Regions from separate parts of the Gossypium hirsutum genome. Here region 2 is linked to region 1. Evidence: chromatin contacts called from public Hi-C data. All regions are on one chromosome and are shown on one strand. Each heading gives the region's core, a stretch centred on a gene start, on an enhancer-like site or on the middle of the called end of the contact. The rest is flanking DNA. Distances are from core to core; before and after follow the strand shown.

Evidence for each region. A called contact is a pair of places that touch in the nucleus more often than the background predicts.
Region 2: a contact with region 1 is called in a Hi-C map of leaf, with 4 times the contacts expected there. The contact joins the promoter of LOC107951040 here to the enhancer-like site in region 1. A contact is called at or near these places in 12 of 34 Hi-C or Micro-C datasets (callus, hypocotyl, leaf and 1 more).

Annotation. Positions count from the first base shown.
Region 1 is chrA02:21,699,717-21,703,392 of Gossypium_hirsutum_v2.1, reverse strand. No RefSeq gene overlaps it. Among protein-coding and RNA genes, the nearest start is that of LOC107951038, 53 kb to the left of the region's middle. Within about 2 kb of position 1,647, at least 3 of the 9 cell types and tissues checked have an H3K27ac peak or open chromatin away from gene starts, as enhancers often do. A contact at or near this core is called in hypocotyl and leaf, where this site is marked.
Region 2 is chrA02:21,786,330-21,790,005 of Gossypium_hirsutum_v2.1, reverse strand. LOC107951040 (protein DCL homolog, chloroplastic) reads left to right here and starts at 1,716. Exons shown (of 3, transcript XM_016885927.2): 1 at 1,716-2,170; 2 at 3,210-3,324. The coding sequence starts at 1,863.

The DNA.
Region 1 (3,676 bases), core at 398-2,897:
TTTGTGCTATGTCGATTATATACAATCAAACTCCTAATGTGGACGGCTCATGAACTCATTGTAATGCTTTAACATGCGTACGTAAGTAGTAGTAGTATTAATGCAAGGATAAATTTATTCGATCTTTTGATGGAAAATGTGTTTTCAAAGAATGGTCGAACTTGGGGACCTCAAAAGCCTTGGCCAAAAATTATTGAATGAACCACGCCAAAGTCACTAGATTCAAACACTGATGTGGACAATATAAGAAATGGACACATGAACCACTGGTGCCAAAATTTAATGTTAAATCATTTTGATGCTGATCTAGCTGCTTAGACAGCATTTGAAACTAATCAAGAGTTTGTATTAAACAGTGAGGAAAAGATCAAAAGAAAAGCCAATGGCAGTCAATAAGTGTTTGTGACATAGTTGGGGGTACAGTGGTCCTATTCTTACCTGCAAAATTTAGGCTGAATTTCAACCCTAGTTGGCAGTGGAGTCTTATGGGATTACCGTTAAAAGCCAATACAAGCTATATGTCAATGAAATTTAGGCCTCAACTACCCCTCTATATGGGCAGAAAGAAAGGACCATTGGTAGATTTTTTTTTCTTGGTTTAGGGCATTAGGGGGTCAATACTGCCACCCAAGTCATTTAATATTGGCGGCAAAAACCAACCAATCTCTGGGTCTAATTTGGCAAAACCCACAGTGTGCAACCCTACCCTATCTCTTATGTTCAGAGGAGACTGGAATTGATGTTGGAGTTGAATGTAATGATAAGGGTATGAACATCATTCTATTTTGGTTGCATTTGAACCAATGGATAACAACTTCTAAATATCCATCCAACTTATATAACATTAATGCCCAACATCTCAATGTATCTCACTATCTCCTATCTGTTTCCATTTACTCATTCTCACTTGAGTTTATCATAATTGATATTAAAAAATTAAAAATAAATAAATAAATGAGACTAATGACAATTTCATAAGTTAAAAAACCTCCATCGCGTATACACTATAAAAAAAAGTAATAGTTTAGGAAGAGTTAAAATTGATTGTATGGATCATTTTGGCAATCATCTCACCTTTTAAATTTTGTATAATATTTCAGGTTGAACTCGTGAGCATATTATGTCTACAAGTTTAGGTTATTCTCGTTTAAAAGAAGTATTACATTTTATGTACTAATAAATATTTACTATTTATTTTACAAGCTGACACCAAGGATCTCAGAGCACCACCCAAATAATTTTGATAATAAAAATAAATATTTTATGTTTAAAATAGTGAAAATAACTTAATATATTAAAATATATCATATAAAAGTTATTGATTTTTTTATTTACTTGAAAATTTATTATTCTTTAAAAATATTTATGAAAATAATTTTAAAACTTTGTCAAATAAAATTCAAAAGCTGTAAAAAAACTCATTTTACTAAAATAAAATTAAAAATACAAAACAAGAAAAGGTTAATATGAGACAAGTGAGAATCAAACCAAACTAAATTATAATAAACTATTGGAAAAATTCCAAAAACCTCACTTAGGCGAGTTGTGTGGGCGGGTAACCAAGTCCAAGAGATTTGGGTCTACACATATAGTGTGATAGTTGGTGCACGTTAATGTTAGCCATTTGCAACAATTGATGGGCCTAAAAGAAATTATAGTCAAACCAAGTTTTGCTTTAACATTTCTAAATTCTCTCTTCAGCCGAAAGTCCCCATCTACTTTCTCCTAAATGAATTTTGGGGTCTATGCTCTATGGGCTATAGCATAAGTTGCACCTTTACCCCTAATCCATGGTTATTGGTTAATCCATTCAACTTTTTTGAAGTTTCAAAGGCTTTATGAAAGACGTTAAATGGCATTTTTCTTTTGAACAAATGTTAATTGACATTTCAAAGTTGGAAATAAGTACTCTACTTGAGTAATTTTTAAGTGGTTGTATCATTTTCCGAAGAAAAATGGAAAATTAACCCGAATTAGGTTACTTGGGTTTATGAAATATAAATTTAAAAATGACAATTGCTTGAAGTTTAATCGAATTCTATTCTTTATTATATAAATATAAATATTTTATATTTAAAATAGTGAAAATGATTTAAAAGTTCTTGAAAATTTATTGTCTTTTAAAAATTTTTATGAATTTTTTGAAATTTTGTCAAATAACATTAAAATAAAGGCAAAGACAAAGTTCATTTTGTCAATATAAGTCTAAAAATCCAAAACAAATAATTAATATGGTAAACTAAAAATTGAACCAAACCAAACCGTATTATAATGGATAGTTCAAAAAATCCAAAAAATCTAACCAAACGGAACTAATATTACCCCTAATTGATAGTGCATAATTTTTTTTACTTGACACAAATTGATACTTAAACTATACTTTTTTTCCATTTGGGTACTTAAACCCTTTTTTGGTCATAAGCGATCCCTAAACTATTTTCCCCCCCAATTTGATACCTTGGTACCTAAATTATGTTTTTTTTTCTTCTCATTTTGATACCTAAATATTTTTTTGTCACAAGTAGTACCTAAACTATTATTTTGTTACTCATTTTACACCAAAATGTTATATTCGTTAAAAAATTTCAATGAATAAACTTAAAAAATATTTTTAATTATTTGATTTCACTTTTTTTTCTTTTACATTATTTTTTCTTTTTTTTTCTTATTTTTCCTTTTGTTTTCCTTTCTTCTTCTTTTATAATGTTTGGAAATACCAACAATACTCAAAATTTGACCTCTCAAGGTCAGTGATTAATTCTATTTTCAAACTTCACCGCTTGCATGCTCAACCTGACAAGACCGAAAAAAGTTATTTCATCAATCAAAATTAGCATTTTAGAACCAAACTGAATCAGTCGATCAAGGTACTAGTTCGAAGATAAGGGATGAATTGATACAGGTTGGTTAAACCGATTTTCTTCATTTTTAATTTTTTTTTGTTTTTATGGTTTTTCAGTATTTGATCAAAACTGGAATTCGTGGCTTGACCAATTCAACCATCGGTTTGATTCTGAATAAATAAAAAATAAAAAAAAATGAATATATACATATGTAAGAGAAAATAATATTTTTTTTCTTTTTTTCCTTATGTCAATTTTTAAGTGTTTATCTTTTTTTATTGAAATAGACTTAACTGTTTAACAAACTATTAAACTAATAGAGGTACCAATTTGAGAAAAAAAAGTTAGTTTAAGTACCACTTGTAACCAAAAATAAAATTTAGGTGCAAAAATGAAAAAAAAATTAGATACCAATTTGTAGGTTAAGCCTTTTTTAAGTAGAGTTAACGATTTGATTAACGGAGGTACTAATTTAAAAAAAAAAGAAATAGTTTAGATACCATTTTTAGATACCAACTTATATGTTAACTTTTTTTTTTTGGTAAAAATGCATTGAAAAATTGATGGAAGGTAATGACAAACCCCTTTTTACTTCTTTGGCACAAAAATAAAATAAAAGAGAAATTAAAAAGAATCTCATAATCAAGCCTGGTAGACTATGACATAATTGGAGAAATGGAAATTTGAGTATGAAAATTTGAGAACTAAGTATTAGAATGCAATACTATTAGCGTATTACTAATATGCATCGGCAAATTTGTGGGGCGGGGGGAGGGAATTGCAATTTGGTTCATTCATAAATGATAAAATTATAGATTTGTACTTTTATCCTC
Region 2 (3,676 bases), core at 467-2,966, 87 kb before region 1:
GGTCGAAAGATAAGTAGCTATTGTCGACTTGTTAGTTTAGTGAAAAATCGAGAGATCCTTCTAGGGTAATGACTAGTTGATTGAGTAGAGACCCGAGATAAGAATTAATTATGACCACCAAAGTGAGCTAATCACCCATGCTTAGATTTGATTGAGTCACATATTAGTTTTACAGTTTTTATTACTTTATGAACTTTTTTTTTATCTTCTTATAAAAGCCAATTCTTTTTACTTATTGTTTTATCGTACTATAATTTATTTAAATTACTAGTTAGATCTATTTACGTTTAGGTTATTATTAATTTAGTACTTGCCTCCCTTGGGTGCAAACCTCAGAGTATTCACCTACTTCATTGTAAACTAAATTACAACCTGACTCGTATAATATAGACATCGCCTCAATTCCCTATCTTTAATAATAGTATTCATACTCCCGACATTGGTACACCGGGAGGTGGTCACCCTTAAGTTTGAAAATGTTTATTACAGGGAAGAGACGTTCTTAAAGGATTAAATTGGTAGTTTACAAATGATTCTAGTCTATTAATTTGTTTATGGTAATGTGTATCACGGAGAATTACTCCCAAAAGAACTTGTCAGTAAGCATAGAGCCTTAAAAGCCCTTTATGATGATATACTACAAAATTTGGTCATAGCTTGCCCTCTTTTTTATACACCCTTTCTAAAATTTTCTATCTATGTGTTGTATCATGAGCTTCAACTTAAAAAACTTGAATTTACCAATATTTATAATATCAATATTTCTAATTAAAAATAATTTTAGATAGTTTTATAAATTTTTAGATATTTTGGTAAAAAATTAATTTTGACAAGTTCTTAAAAAAATTGATTAATCCTAAAAAATTTTGGTTTTTTTACCCTAGAATTTCCCCTCCTTTGAACCTGAGTATTGAAGTGCTACAATAATCAAACCTTCGTGATTTTCTCCTGCATTTAATTGGTTGCAAAACCAATAATTAATAGATTTACCTTCGAAATTTAAAATATTTTAAGTTCAAAATTCATTTATTCATCAAAATTATTATTATCCATTAAATTAATAATTTAATATTTAAAAACTCCAACTTCATTTACATTCTAAATTCATAAATCTCATATAATATAAGATATGTTTATCATAATTATCTATTAAAATATTCACAATTTTCCCATTGTTTAGTAATTGCATGACTATTAATAATTTAAACATGATAACTGTTTTCAAATAGATTTTTAAATGAATAATTTTAAAAAATAATTATTAGAATAAAATTAGGAATTTTTAACTATTTTAAATTAAAATATTTAAATATGTAAAATTAGTTTAGTCATATTAAAAAACTAGTTTGCATCCCATGTGATGCACAGATTTATTATATTTAATAATATAAAAAATATAATTTAAATTATTTTTATGAAAATAGATTTATACCTAATAAAATTTTGAAATTAAAACAATAATTGATAACTAAGATTGTAAAGAAATAAAAAAAATTCATAGAAAAGTTTTAACAATATTTAAAAATCTTTTTACTTTATATCAAACAGTTTAAAGTTAATAAGAAATATTTTTGTACCTTAAAACATAAGAACTATTTTTTATTATATTTTAAAAACCTTGTAATTTTACATATTATTAATTAAAATATTATACGTAATATATTAATAGTAATAACGTAATATTATTCCTCTAGAAATTAATTAAATATTATACATAAGGGTACAAAAACTAGCGTGTAAAAAAAATGGGCTTGAGCCGGTCCAAGTTGGTCACATCCTGAAACACGGCGTCGCATCGACTCGATCCCTAGGAAAAAGGCGACGAATTAGGTGATCCTCAGTTACGCCCCCACACTTGAGCCATGGCTGCTCATCTGCTTCGTAAAGGCATCCCACTGCTCCGCCTTCGGCTGCAACGATACAACCTTCTTGCAGCTGGAATCCCATCGTCTCCTCGTCGTCCTTGGTGCGCTGCTGCAGAGTCGACTGGGCTCGAAGAGGAGGTGTCCTCCGCGGAGAAGAGTAGTGCGGTGCCTAGCGTGAGGGACCCGAAGAAGTACCATATGTTGGATGATCCTGATTACAGGAAATGGAAGGATAAGGAGGAAGAGATTCTTCGTGACATCCAGCCTATCATTTCGCTCGCTAGAGAGATTCTTCACTCTAATAGGTCAGTCTCACAGCTCTTGTCATTTTCACCAGTTATTTTAGGCTCCATTTACATATCATACATTTGAATCTTTACTGATATGATTTCATATATGTATCGCTTAATTAATACAATATAGTTAATCTTTCACCCTAAACAAGAAAGCAAAAGTAATAAAAGCAACTTGAATTTCTAATGTCTTAAAAGTTTAGTCCCATATTTATGCTAATTAACTTTAATTTCTAACAAATGATCAAGCTTGGCATGGTTGCGTTACTGTTGCTTCTTTTGCGATTAGAGTAGGAACTTGTTCAATCTTGTGGATAAATCTCTAATGCTTTCAAAAACATTGCTTTCTATTGCTTGGATGAAAATTATACTTCCTGTTTGTATTTAAAAGAAGTTGTTTAAGTAGGAATGTGGAGTCTAATGGTGTCAGCAAAAGAGCTTTTTAATGTCGCCTAACCATGTTCTTGCCTGCCATTCAAAACACTGCCGCTAAGTTTCCTATATCAGTCTCCGAGGTTATCTTCTCTTATCAAGGACAGAAAGATGAAAGCAGAACTGGGATGTTGTATCCATTGGGTGTACAGACATTATAATCCAATTTTATATTTTACCCAAATTAGTAATGGAGAGAGAGAACACCATCCAATAAATTGCAGAGAATAATTTTCTGTGTCATTGCGTTATACGTGTGCTAGAATCAAGTAGGTAGGCCTTAGCTGCAGATATTTTTACATCTTATGAGAATTCGGGAAACCAAATAAATAAGCAAAAAGGGAACTCTCTAAACTGTCTTAAATTTTCAATATGTTAAACATCCCTTATGAGGTTATTATGGCTAGCTACATTTAGAAAAATTACTAATGAAATTAAGTTTTGACATAGAACCTATGATTTACACCACTAATAGAAAATCAAGCTAACATTTTTGAGATACTTTTTGGATGAAGCAGTTAATAAGCTGAACCATTGTGTCTATACAGTGCAACAATGTTAAATATTAGTCAACTTCGTCAATGATTCTTCCTTCTAATTATTTTTCTCCTATTCTTAGGTATAAGGATGGGGAACGATTAACTGTTGCAGATGAGGAAGCTGTAGTAGAGATGCTTCTTCGTTATCATCCACATTCTGAAGATAAAATTGGATGTGGACTTGATTCTATTATGGTGAGTTTCTGTTGGCATTACCTTTTATTGTGGGTTTCACTGTTTTGTTTTGAGTTGCTAGATAATCAAACATATCTTCTGGGTAAAAAAATTCAAAGTATTTCCATAGTCAAGTCTGTTCTGTAAACCAATTTGGTGGTTTCATATCTGGATAATATCTATTGTAAACTTAAAAGAACAAAGCTCAATTGTTTCTTATGTCCTACTGTCAAAATTTTCTCCTACAGCTTTGAATTTACTCAAATAACTAAATGATAAGCTACCATTCTCTGTTCCTTGTGGTTGAATGTTTTTTTCCTTCATTGCTGTTGCAGCATCTGGCAAATTGTGTAATTTAGAAGAACAAACTATT